Regions from separate parts of the Sus scrofa genome. Here region 1 is linked to region 2. Evidence: chromatin contacts called from public targeted proximity ligation data. All regions are on one chromosome and are shown on one strand. The core of a region is the stretch at or near the end of the contact, and the rest is flanking DNA. Distances in the headings are between cores, read along the strand shown. Region 1 overlaps KIF3C (kinesin-like protein KIF3C). Region 2 overlaps RAB10 (RAB10, member RAS oncogene family).

Evidence for each region.
Region 1: a targeted proximity ligation map of alveolar macrophages shows a contact between it and region 2. A contact is called at or near these places in 1 of 5 promoter capture datasets (fetal liver), 21 of 47 Hi-C or Micro-C datasets (alveolar macrophages, blood, embryonic fibroblasts and 13 more) and 2 of 2 datasets of targeted methods (alveolar macrophages and skeletal muscle).

Annotation. Positions count from the first base shown.
Region 1 is chr3:112,996,445-113,002,926 of Sscrofa11.1, forward strand. KIF3C (kinesin-like protein KIF3C) reads left to right here. Exons shown (of 11, transcript XM_021087735.1): 6 at 473-595; 7 at 1,707-1,825; 8 at 2,282-2,398. Among named protein-coding and RNA genes, the nearest start is that of KIF3C, 36 kb to the left of the region's middle.
Region 2 is chr3:112,839,654-112,846,756 of Sscrofa11.1, forward strand. RAB10 (RAB10, member RAS oncogene family) reads right to left here. Exons shown (of 6, transcript NM_001243060.1): 6 at 2,537-5,055. The coding sequence ends at 4,972. Among named protein-coding and RNA genes, the nearest start is that of GAREM2, 26 kb to the left of the region's middle.

The DNA of each region.
Region 1 (6,482 bases), core at 1,622-4,121, 160 kb after region 2:
GCAAGTGAGAAGTGGTGGCTCTCTGTGATGTCTGCCTCCACGGGGCACCTGGTACTGAGGCCTGGGCCTTCCACAGGGTGTAGTTCTTTGCCACCTGAACGACTGTGTCCTAAATCATCAAGAACCACCGTTTGTTGGTCTTGTCAATTAACTGTGATGCTACACAGGAAAGGCTGAGGCAGCTCGAGAGCCAGTATGCTGGCCTCAGTCAAGGTGGTTGACACCCCAGCTGTGAAGGCCAGGGTCTCCTGGCAAAAGGATGGTCATACGAGCTGAGCAGGTTCAGATAGACTCCCTGAGGATGGGTGGGCACAGTGAATGTGGGCCTGGGACGGCCCCGGCTCCCTTCTGGCACCTGTAGCCGTGACACAGCCGGGGTCTGTGATGGGCACAGCGAGCCTGTCCCCCAGGCTCCCTTGAGCCACCCCAGAACATGCTGCTCCACTGAGCCCCATGCCCTGCCTTGGCCTAGAAACGCCGTGAGCGGGAAATGCAGCAGGAGATGATGCTCCGAGACGAGGAGACCATGGAGCTCCGGGGCACCTACACGTCCCTGCAGCAGGAGGTGGAGGTCAAAACCAAGAAACTCAAGAAGGTGAGATGCCACAGCAGGACAGGGTCAAGGTGTGTGTGCGGCCCAGCAGCCTCTGCCCGAGACAGTCACCTGCCCAGGGGGAGTGTGGTTTAGCGACCCTTCCCCATTTGGCTTGAACTGCTGATCCCCTGGGGTGCACCACCTGGTGCTGGGGCGAGGAGCCGAGGGAGGGGGTGCTGGTTGGGGCGGGATGGAGCCTTTTCTCCTGTGCCAGGCGGGACCTGATAGGCGGGGAATGCTTTCACTTCTGCTTCCCGGGATTGCCATCCTCACGGTCCTGGGTAACGTTCCCCCTTTACTGTGTGTCACCAGTGAGTCACAGTTGGGCTCACCAGGCATAGAGCAGGCCAAGGGAGTGGCGAGGGGGACCGAGGAGACTCGAGCCCAGGAGAGCTCCGAGAGGGAGCACCGGACTCTCCAGCATGAGAATATCAGCCACCAGGACCCTACAAAGTCCTTGGCTGGGGACAGGCGCCTACCTGAGCTGAGGTTCTAGGGCAGGAAGCAGCAAATTCCAGCCTGGATTCTGGAAAGGACGTGAAGAGTCCTTGGGATCGCTGAGGTGGCTGCCCCAGAGCAGGCGGGGCAGTTTCCAGGGACACACCTTCCAGCAGGTTAGGAGTGGGACAGCCAGGTCACCCACACCCCTCCCTTCTGAGGGCTGCTGGAGAGGCGGGCATGGGGTTGTGTCACCTTCCAAACTGGCTGAGGCCCCCTTCCTTCCCGGAGCCCTGGACCAGCAGTCCTGATTCTTGGGGCCTGATCCTGGCTCTTGTGTTACCTGGTCATGTGACCTTGAGCAAGTCTGGGCCTGAGCGTGCTCACCTGTCAAGAGGGTGTTGGACCAAAAGGTCCCATGGGTCCCTTCAGATCTGAACGTTGCACGAGGTGGACAGCACCTGAGAGAGATAGCCAGCCGGTTAACAGGCATAAGAGGGACAGGGCTGCCTTCTGAATAACCCGCTCCCAGTGATGGTGGGGCGGCGGGGAGCTCCAGGCGTGGGCCCTGGCCTCATGCTGGGAGGAGCTGGTGGACTCTGAGCCCGCAGCCTCTGGGGCCCAGGCTGTCTGCGCTGGCCGGAGCCTCCGAGCTGCCCCTGTCCCCACGCAGCTCTACGCCAAGCTGCAGGCGGTGAAGGCGGAGATCCAGGATCAGCACGACGAGTACATCCGCGTGCGGCAGGACCTGGAGGAGGCGCAGAACGAGCAGACCCGGGAGCTCAAGCTCAAGTAGGGCCCCTCCTCTTCCGGTTCGGGGTCCTCGCAGCGCCCCGCAGGCGGTACCGCTCCCCGCCGGGCTCCTCTCCTTCCCGAAGGCTTCATTCTGTCTACTCACCCTTGAGTCCCGGCCCCTTAGGAACAGAATGTGTCTGAGGGATGCAGGAGGGGCCCATCTGGGGTCTCTTCGACCCCCTGTTTCCTCCTTCCTTCCTCCACCTGCATGTGATGACCCGCAAGGTGCATGTTGGGTGCTGCCCAGAAGTAGCGCCTAAGGCCCCGAGCTCTGCATTAGAAACGTGATTTTCAAGCGCTAGTACGTCTCCAGGGATCCCCTCCCCCACCTTTTTGGTTTTGCCACCTGTTTCCTCTGCCTCTTTGCTTTTCGCTTTCTCATCCTTCGACCTTCCCATACAGCGGGTGGTCTCACCCCCCCAACCCCCCTCTCTACCTCATCCCTGCTCCCAGGTACCTCATCATCGAGAACTTCATCCCCCCAGAGGAGAAGAACAAGATCATGAACCGGCTTTTCCTGGACTGTGAGGAGGAGCAGTGGAAGTTCCAGCCCCTTGTGCCCGGCGGAGCGTGAGTCTCTCACCCTGTTGTCTGGGCCTGGGGACTCGCCCCAGCTTGGGAGCGGTCGGGGGCCTGTGCGGAGAGGAAGGTTTGGGTGGATTGCGGAGGGCTGGGAAGGATGCCGTCGGAGGACGGGGTGCTCAGGCCCTCGTTCCGGGTCTCCACGGAGGAAGGGCGTTCTGATAAACGCAGTGGTGCTTTGGCCTGGGATACAGAAAATACCCAGGGAGGGACCTAAGGAGGGCAGGAAGAGCATTCCAGCCTCTTGGCAATCCCAGGGAGTGCCCACATTTGGCCAGTCTGGTGAATATTCACTTATCTGAGGCCCAAAATAGCCACAGTCGGTCATATTGCTGAGCACTCTGTGTGCGTCGGGGTTATGTGAGACTTTGCAGGCAGAAGGTAAATCAGGCACAGTCAGAGCTCACAGTCCAGTGGAGAATACAGAGAAGTAATCAGATCAGGAAGTGATAGAGCCCCACTCAGCTGGGTGATTCAGCATTTCCACCTGTTTCCACAACCTCGCCTTGAGGCGCCATTTGCGTGCGTTGGCTGGGTATGGAGCTCCCTCTGCTGGTGGCCATGAAGAACGAGACTGGATGTTCAAACCCAGCGGAGGGACTGTTGCACCCAGCTGGCCCACTGTCCCTTAATTGAAAATCTGTGTACAGAGGTGCTCAGCAGGCCGGACACCAGTGCACTTCCTTGGAGATTCTTTGCTTTATCTATCCCAGGAGTATTAATGCCAGGAGAGGTCAGGAGTCTCTCCAAAGCTCGGGTGGGAGGCTAACTGAGTGGTCTGCAGCTTCTCACTGGAGCATCAGATGCCTGCTTAATCTGTCTACCTTCTGAGGGGCTCATCCTCCTGCAGGCAACACGACCCAAGTTTGTAAATGTCAAGGTCATAAGTCAAGGGCTTTTCAGTGGCATCACTTTGTGGGGGTTTTGGTGTGTTTCGTTGTTGGTTTTTTCTTTTTTCTTTTTCTTTTTTTTTTGGCCGAGGCCATGGCATATGGAAGTTCCCAGGCCAGGGATCAAACCTGTACGAAGTTGCAGCCTGTGCCACAACTGTGGCAATGCTGTCTCCGTAACCCTCTGTGCCACAAGGGAATGTCCTCAATGGCGTCACTTTGGATTTAAAATAAACCTTCAGGAGTTCCTGTCGTGGCTCAGTGGTTAACGAATCCAACTAGGAACCATGAGGTTGTGGGTTCGAGCCCTGGCCTTGCTCAGTGGGTTAACGATCCGGCGTTGCTGTGAGCTGTGGTGTAGGTCGCAGACACAGCTCGGATCCCAAGTTGCTGTGGCTCTGACAAAGGCCGGCAGCTACAGCTCATATTAGACCCCTAGCCTGGGAACCTGCATATGCTGCAGGTGTGGCCCTAAAAAAAAAAGACAAAAGACAAAATAAAATAAAATACACCTGCAGTAATACCTCATCTAACACAGAAGTTCTCCATCCTGGTTGCAACTAGAATCACCTGTGAGTTGGTCTCCAGAGAATCTGATTTTAAAGGATCTTGGGCGGATCCCTGGACTTAAAATTTTTTTTCGAAGCTTCCAGCTGATTCTACAGGGAAGCCAGGCTGAAAAACTACTACTCCAGTGCCATCTGCTGGAGGAGGATGCTGGTCTGTAGGGTTATTTTGTGTTTTCAGAGTTCTTGAGTTGAAGGTTGTAGGTGGAGGAATTTCTTTACATTGAATAGTGACTGGATGAAAGAGGCTCTGAGAAGACATGTAGCTTTTTTTGTTTAATTTTTTTTTGGGGGGGGGTGCTGTGCTGGTGGCATACAGAAGTTCCTGAACCAGGGATCAAACCCAAGCCACAGCAGTGCCAATGTGGGATCCTTAACCACTAGGCCATCAGGGAACTCTCTAGTTTTTAACTTTGAAAAATAAGGACTGAGAGACCAGTACCAAAAATTCCAATAAACCCTTCACCAAAGCTCACCAATTGTTAGCATTTTGCCACTTCTTGCTTTATTCACACACACACACCCAACCATTTGAGATTAAGTTGCAGTCAACCCTTTCCCCATATTTCCTAAGAATGAGGACATTTCTCTTACATAATCACGGTACAGTGATCAAATTCAGGAAATTCTGTATTGACACAAGACTATTACATAAACAATTTTCAATTTTAGCCGGTTATCTTAATAGTGTCCTTTATGGCAATTTCCCATCCCCTGCCCATACCCCACTGGCCCACCTTTGGAGATGCATTGCACTTAATTGTCCTGCCTCTTATGTCTCCTTTAATCTCAAACCAAGAAGGGATCTTGCGTTTTGAAAGTTTCATGCTTTGGAGGAGTTTTATTCATTTCTCAAAACATTGTCCCTGCCATTTTTACTTGACCGCCTAAGCACACAATCCAAACTTCAAAGCATGGTAAGTGCTTTGCCTGAAGCTAAGATAAGCTTTCTGCTTAATGTTTATGAATTTCCATTCTTTTTTTATAATGATTTTTATTTTCTCAGTTATAGTTGGTTTACAGTGTTCTGTCAATTTTCTACTGTACAGCAAAGGAACTCAGTCACACACACACACACACACACACACACACACACACACACACACACACACATTCTCTTTCTCACATTATCCTCCACCATGCTCCATCACCAGTGACTGGATATAGTTCCCAGTGCTCTACCGCAGGATCTCATTGCTTATCCACTCCAAAGGCAATAGTTTGCATCTATTAACCCCAGATTCCCAGCCCATCCCACTCCCCGACCATGGCAACCACAAGTCTATTCTCCAAGTCCATGACTTTCTTTTCTGTGGAAAGGTTCATTTGTGCCATAGATCAGATTCTAGCTATAAGTGATACCATATGGTATTTGTCTTTCTCTTTCTGCCCGACTTCACTTAATATGAGAGTCTCTGGTTCCATCCATGTTGCTACAAGTGGCATTATTTTGCCTTTTTTTTATAATGATTTTTATTTTTTCCATCATAGCTGCTTTACAGTATATTTTGTTCTTTTTTATGGCCCAATAGTATTCCTGAATTTCCATTCTTTATTTATTTTTTCTAAGTTTACTTTCTGCCTTTTACATAACTTTTAAATTAAAAAACTTTTTAGAGGAGTTCCTTAGTAGCTCAATGGGTTAAGGATCCAGTGTTGTCACTGCTATGACTTGAGTTCAGTCTCTGGCTCCTGAATTTCCACATGGCACAGGCATGGCCAAAAAAAAAGCTTTTAAAAAGCTTCTCTCTCTCTCTTTTTCCCTCTTCACAAAAATAAAATAGTTTGCATATACTGAGAAACCATTTACAGATTTTAAAAATTAAAACTGCTATCTTAAAAGAACTTAAAAATTTGGGGGGGGGGAGTTCCCATCGTGGCACAGCAGAAACAAATCCCAGTAGGAACCATACCATGAGGTTGTGGGTTCGATCCATGGCCTTGCTTATTGGGTTAAGGATCCTGGGCATTGCCATGAGCTGTCGTGTAAGTCGAAGACACGGCTTGGATCCCAGGTTGCTGTGGCTGTGGTGTAGGCCGGCAGCTACAGCTCTGATTGGACCCCTAGCCTGGGAACCTCTATATGCTGCCAGTGTGGCCCTAGAAAAGACAAAAAAAAAAAAAAAAGAAAAAGAAAAAGAATCCATGCTACACTGGTGAAGACGCCAAATCTTAACCACTGGACCACCAGGGAACTCCTCTTAATAACTTTTAGAAAGAAAGAAGTCCTCCAGAATACATCTTTGCTTATTGCTGAACTATTTATTGCCTTTCCTAGCCTCTTATTCCTCTTTTTGTTTTAAAGGTGAATTTATGCTCTTTACATGCTCTGTTGTGGGCCGCAGAAAGCCCCCTGTTCTGGGTGGGGCACCGTGGAGGTAGTTGCCTGTAATGTTATTTTCCCACCTTTGCTTTTTCTTCCAATTTCCATCCGAATCCCTCTTGCTCTGGGAAGGTAATGCGAAGTGAGAAAGAGGCCGTGTTTTCTTTGCCATTAGGAAGCCTGAAAATTGAGATCATTCCTCAAAAGCTGCCTTCTTTACTTACTTACTCTGCAGTGTTTTCCACACTCTGGTGAGAACCGGTCTCAACACACATACCCATGTGATGAAAATT
Region 2 (7,103 bases), core at 2,683-5,182:
CTGGCATCAGGGCTGGTTCAAAAATCCAGCTGCAGGAGTTCCCGTTGCGGCTCAGCGGGTTAAGAATCCAACTAGTATCCATGAGGACATGGGTTCGACCCTGGCTTTGCTCAGTGAGTTAAAGGATCCGGTGTTGCTGCGAGCTGCAGTGTAGGTTGAAGACACGGCTCAGAATGCAGTGGTTGTGGTGTAGGTGGGCAGCTGCAGCTCTGATTTGACCCCTACCCTGGGAACTTCCATATGCCCAGGGTGTGGCCCTAAAAAGACCAAACCCAACCCAACCCAACCAAACCAAACCAAAAGGCAAAACAAAAACCCAATCCAACTCCAACTGGCTGTGCAACTTTAAGAAAATTACTTTGCCCATGGTATGTGGAAGTTCCTAGCCTAGGCATCAAACCCCCACCATGGCAGTAACTAGAGCCACAGCTGTGACAATGCTGGATACTTAACTGGCTGAACCACCCGGGGAAATCTGTTACTTAATCTGAGTAATCCAAGACCGTTTTTTTTTTTGGGGGGGGGGTATGCCCAAGCATGTGGAAGTTCCTGGGCCAGAGATTGAATCCCGCCACACCAGTGACCTAAACCCCAGCAGTGACAATGCAGGATCCTTATCTGCTAGGCCACTAGAGTATTGCCTGTTTCTTTTGTAAAAAGTGTTCTATTTCACCAGATTGTTGATAACATCACCCAAAGAACCCAGAGAAGTACTATAAGTACTTAGGTGGTTTCCTAGTAGGCAAGAAATATTCTCTGCCACTCACAGTCTCCTGTGCATTAACTCTGCCCTTTGTTATCATTTTCTGGGTCTTTTTCATATCTCAATTAATGCAGCAACTTCCTGTCTCTAGGACAGCTTCTCCTCTTCCAGCCCATCTAGACTTTTCTTCACTCAGGCCTCACCACTCTCCAGGTCTCACCAGGACTCTCCATCCTCTACCACACTGTCCAGCTGGACTTCCGGTTTCCCACACAGGCAAAGTTTGTTTTTAATTTGCTCACTGTCCCTTCTCACCCTCCATTTAGCCCTAGCCATTCGATCTACACATCTAAAAACCTATTCATGCCCCTGCCCCTCAAAGACCACCCCAACTATGCTCACCAACTAAACTAGTTCTTCTTATATATTCTTTACAGCACTTTATATTCTTTATAGAATTTAAAGCCTGGGTCACAACTTTTGGCTCCTGTATGTTTAGCTGATTATTGCTTCTGCTTCCTAATCTAGATTTTAAGTATAAAGGGAGAAGCCATGGTTTGTTTTCCCATACCAATCTCAAAAGCAGAATTGGGAGTTCCCGTCGTGGCGCAGTGATTAACGAATCGGACTAGGAACCATGAGGTTGCGGGTTTGGTCCCTGCCCTTGCTCAATGGGTTACCGATCTGGCGTTGCCATGAGCTGTGGTGTGGGTTGCAGACGCGGCTCGGATCCCACGTTGCCGTGGCTCTGGTGTAGGCCGGCAGCTACAGCTCCAATTTGACCCCTAGCCTGGGAACCTCCATATGCCACGGGAGCAGCCCAAGAAATAGCAAAAAAAAAAAAAAAAGAAAAAAGGCAGAATAACAGGCCCCACCCTAGATTCACAAAGTATGTTGATGGAAGTATACAGGGAAGCATTAAAAATTAGGTTTCGCGATTCCATTGTGGCTGAGTGGTAATGAATCTGACTAGTATGCACAAGGACATGGGTTCAATCCCTGGCCTTGCTCAGTGGGTTAAGGATCTGACATTGCCGTGAGCTGTGGCGTAGGCCGCAGATGAGGCTTCGATCTGGCATTTGGCCCTTAGCCTGGGAACGTCCATGTGCTGTAGGTACCACCCTAAAAAGCCAAAAACCAAACAAAAAGCCCCTCCAGGTTTATAAGAACTGCAGTGTTGGAATTCCCTGATGGCCTAGTGGTTAAGGATCTGGTGGTATCATTGCTGTAGTGTGGGTTCGATCCCTGGCCTGGAAACTTCCCTAAATCTCGGTTGTGGCCCAAATAGAAACCCCTGCAGTATAAGAAAACCTCTATATATCCTTCCAGCAGAGATGATTTTGCAAACAAATATTTACCTTATTTATTAATAAGTCCTTAATACAGAATCAAACATTTCTTGCACCAGCAATGCACATTAAAAGAGCCAAAGTTGTTGCTCATGGCTCACAAAAAAGGAAACACTCCATTTGTCAGGTGAGAGGACAGTCACTGCTCCAACAAGGATTCATCCGCCAGCAATGGCTGCCTTACCCGGTGTCTCACCCGGGTAAGGAGCTGACCTCAGCTGCAGTTGGCCTTCGGGCATGTTCTATACTGTTGGCTGTGGAGTGACTGTGGTTGTGCTCTCTGACCCCAGGATGATTCTGCTTTTTAAAGGCAGTTTCTTCCAAAGACAGCTCTTGAAATTGCCTTCTCAGCTTTCCCTAGGTTGAAAAAAATTATTCCCCTTCTATTTCTGCCCCTCGAATATCCAGTATGCTATTCTGCACTATTTTCAGAAGGAATCCTTCATTTTAAACTCCGTAAACAAATGAAAACCAAGCCACACAGTTGGAAATCAAGTTTTGTTTTTATATGAACAGAAGTAGACCATCTAGAAATATTTCAGTTTATTTAAATTGTTAAGTAGAATATGAAACCGAATTTGTAGCTAGTACCAGAGAATGGACTTAACTGTTTGGTGTTTAATGAGAACAGCTTCTACACAGGATCCCAAGAGACTTACAGAAAAAGGGGCAAAGCCCTAATATTAAGCAAATAAAATTCATGTTTCAAACAGGTTATACAAAAATTGATTTTTACTCCATTTCCCTTTTTTTGATATTTAGAAAGTGCAGATTTAACAAAAGGTAGCCATATCCTTTCTATGTACAATGCCGATTATAATTACGCAAACAACAAAACTGTCAGTCTGTTACCCAAAAATCCCAGTGTTTAGCTCTCAAACCTTAAGTCACTGAATTGAATAAGGATTAAGGAGGGTTAAAAATAAAAAAGCTACTGCCACATTCCAGATACAGGAAAGCAACACATTAAAACTGATCTAACCAACAGCAGATTTAACCTAAAACGTTTTGCTGAGAAGCTTAACATCATTTGTTATTTTTAGTGGAAAATTAAGGATTATTTGGCAATGCTGCTTTTACTAGTAGTAAACAATGATAAAGTCAAGTGAGGGGGAAACCTAACAACAACAATAACCAGTGAGGCATATAAAATTGTTTTTAGGGCACTATCTGAAAAATTCATGGTTGTTCAGAGCAGATATGTCCCTATGTTGTTTCTGTGAGCCAGAGGGCATTAAAATGCTACCCACGATACAGAAAGACTTTTCAATGGAAGCTGCTGTCCTAAACTCAGCCTCTGCTAGAAATGAATCATGCTATTCACAATTATTTCAACAAAGGTATCATCTTAGGATGCTAGCAGCAGAGCAAACGTAACTTACCCTATCCTAATGATAAGCAATGAAGCAAAACTAGAGAAATGAAGTGAAAAAAGGACAGGATGAGAGAGAGCTAGAGTATCTTATCTTTACATGAAAAGCCTTTGTTGTCCTTTTCCCAAATCCATGGTAATACAAGTTTTTCAAAGGGATGTGAAGATAGGACTTAAAATTAATAATAATCTAAAGTACTTCTAAATCTTAAGGTAAAGACAACTTAACACTGAAAAAGTGTTCTTCAAAGGCCAAATCTCAAGATATTTGGCAAACATGTTAATGAATTTCACTCCTCCTTCCCACCTTATTTAAACAACCTTTACCGGGCTACCAAACTGCTAGAGGAGTTGCCAAAATGGAGACTACTCAAATTTAGGTTAAGAGATTTATTCTAGGAAAGTGAATAGGCGATACACCTAATTAGAAAGACAAACCACAACACCCTCCAAACACTAGTGCATGCAATTAACTCTTCCATTTCATAAACTCAATGGAGAGACAGGAAGGAAACAAAAAAGGGAAGGAGAAGAGGAACATGAAGTCGAACAGCATATGAAGGAATCTGGGACAGAAGCATTAGGGGAGAGAGAAAATGAGGAGGGGACATAGTTAACTGACATTTGAGAGGAGGCAGTTAGAATTTATCTTTCAGTTTACTTAGCAATTTAAATCAGTGCTTTATGTTAAACTTGACAAACCTACTAGTTTGACTCTTTCATTTTTAAATAACCCATACCACAGAGTGGTGGGGGAGAAGCAAATAAAGCAGCATGCAGGAAGAGACACAAGGAAGACGTGGCCAAGGAAAAGAACTGGTGGCAGGAATAGTTTTAAATATCAAGGCCACTGAAAATGAGACTCAGCAAACCAAAGCTATCATTTCTGCATTACCCTTTGTCCTCAATTAACTACTTTGAAAATTACAGCCAAGCAAACCACAAACATTTTAATGCTTTATGTTTCGATGATATGTCTCCTGCACATGCTTCCACCAAAACAGAAAGAGGAAAAACCAAAGAACTTCCTTTCCACATAAGGCACAGGACAAAATTAACCCCATTTACATATTCAAGGCAAAAAATGAGTGTTTTCCTGGCTTTTGTTTCTTTTGCTATCACATGTCTATAGATTATAGGGACTCAAGCACATTATCCATGACAGAAAATTCCACTGTTGTACAAAATAAAATTGTTAATTCTAACTTTTATTCTTATACAATTTGCAGAATAGAGTTGAAATGATTGCTATCGTTTTTAATGTTGATAAGAACTGGACTATAATACAACTGAAATGCAGTGGTGAGCTGAGCAAGTACATTTAAAAATGAACTCACAGACATGATTTTTCTATACATTTTTTTGTTTGAAGAAAATTATAAAGTCAGCAAGCAGTCACGGATGAAAGAACAAATAAAATAGGTGGATTGGAGTTAAGATGAGGAACAAAAATATCTATTTAGAGTTAAAAATGGACAGAGTGGTTTATTTTGCAGCAAGAAGAGAACACAGGGTGGTGGATGGCGACTGATGGAACAGGAGAGCGCTCAGCAGCATTTGCTCTTCCAGCCTGTCACGCCTCCTCCACTGCTGATATCTACGTTCTCACTGTTGGGCTCTTTTACAGGGGTCTGGAACAAACAAGGAAAGCAACCCATGAAAAAACACTGCCATGGATCAATCAAGATTCAACAGAAATACTTTCATAAATGTTAGCTTACGTAACAAAATGCAATTACAGTCACAGGAGATAGGTTTTTTCCCCCATGCAAAGTAAAGAAATAGAAGCTTTGTTTTCGATCTTCATTTTCCCCCTTTCTTCCCAGATGTGAAATGTCCAGAAGCCTCCTGGCTTCCCTCTGCAGAACTTTTTTTTGTCTTTTTAACACCCACGGCATATGGAGGTTCCCAGGCTAGGGAATGAACAGGAGCTGTAGCCACTTGGCTACCCCATAGCCACAGCGAGGCCAGATCAGAGCCTCACCTGTGACCTACACACAGCTCACAGCAATGCAGGATCCTAAACCCACCAAGTGAGGCCAGGGATCAAACCTGGGTCCTCATGGATATTAGTCAGATTCGTTTCCGCTGAGCCACAATGGGAACTCCCCTCTGCAGAACTTCTGAAATCTTCTCTGCTCTAACTCTTGGTTAGAGAGGTATGTCATCTTCCACCCCTGACCCCAGGTACTCAGGGGTAGAAGTACTTAGTACTTAAAAAGTACATCAGCAAGCTTATGTGTAAAACCAATGTTGGATCATGTCTAACTTCAGAGAAGTAAAACAGCCCTCTTTTGTTTAGTTTCACTTGTCTTTTGAGACTGTGGAGCTTGTATTACTGGAGCATTGCTTTAAAAAGTCAATATTAACTATGGTGTACTAACTTTAAGTGGAGGAAACTGGGTGGGACAGAATGCAAAGCCGTATAATTCGTGTTAAAAATGGATATGGGAAAAAAATAAAAATGAGAGACACCAAAATGTTAACAGAAGTAACCTTAGGTAACAGGTTTATGAATGATTTTTTACTTTCCTCTTTGTACAATCCTGTATTTCCCCCAACATCCTAAACATTACTTATACAGTCAAAAGAATATACTATTTTCAGTGGACAGTCTATACTATACATGTGAAAGCAAAATTTACTTTAGGGATAGTGTATCTATGGTAAAGTGTATAAATCTTAACTGCACTTGAAAGATTTCCAGTATATGCTGTGAAACCACCAGGTCAAAATATAGAACATAATATGCCCCTAAAAAGCTCCCTCGTGTCCCTTTCCGGTCAGTACTACCCCTCCTGGAGGTAACTGATACTCTGATTTCTATCACCATAGATGAGCTTTTTTCTGTTCTTGTTCTTTTTTTTTTTTGTCTTTTGTCTTTTTGTTGTTGCTGTTGTTGCTATTTCTTGGGCCGCTCCCTCGGCATATGGAGGTTCCCAGGCTAGGGGTTGAATCGGAGCTGTAGCCACTGGCCTACGCCAGAGCCACAGCAACGCGGGATCCAAGCCGCGTCTGCAACCTACACCACAGCTCACGGCAACGCCAGATCCTTAACCCACTGAGCAAGGGCAGGGACCGAACCCACAACCTCATGGTTCCTAGTCGGATTCGTTAACCACTGCGCCACGACGGGAACTCCTAGAAACTTATTCTATACACTAACAACAAAAGATCAGAAAGAGAAATTAGGGAAACAATCGCATTTACCATCACATCAAAAAGAATAAAATACTTAGGAATAAACCTACCTAAAGAGATAAAAGACCTGGACTCTGAAAACTGTAAGATGATGATGAAAGAAATCAAAGATGACACAAATAGGTGGAAAGATACACCATGCTCTTGGATTGGAAGAATCAATATTATCAAAATGATTGTACTACCCAAGGCAATCTACAGATTCAATGCAATCCCTATCAAATTACCAAGAACGTTCTTCACAGAACTCAAACAAAATATTTTAAAGTTTGTTTGGAAGCACAAAAGACCCAGAACAGCCAAAGCCATCCTGAGAAAGAAAAATGGAGGAGTTCCCGTCGTGGCGCAGTGGTTAACGAATCCGACTAGGAACCATGAGGTTGCGGGTTCGGTCCCTGCCCTTGCTCAGTGGGTTAACGATCCGGCGTTGCCGTGAGCTGTGGTGTAGGTTGCAGACGCGGCTCGGATCCTGCGTTGC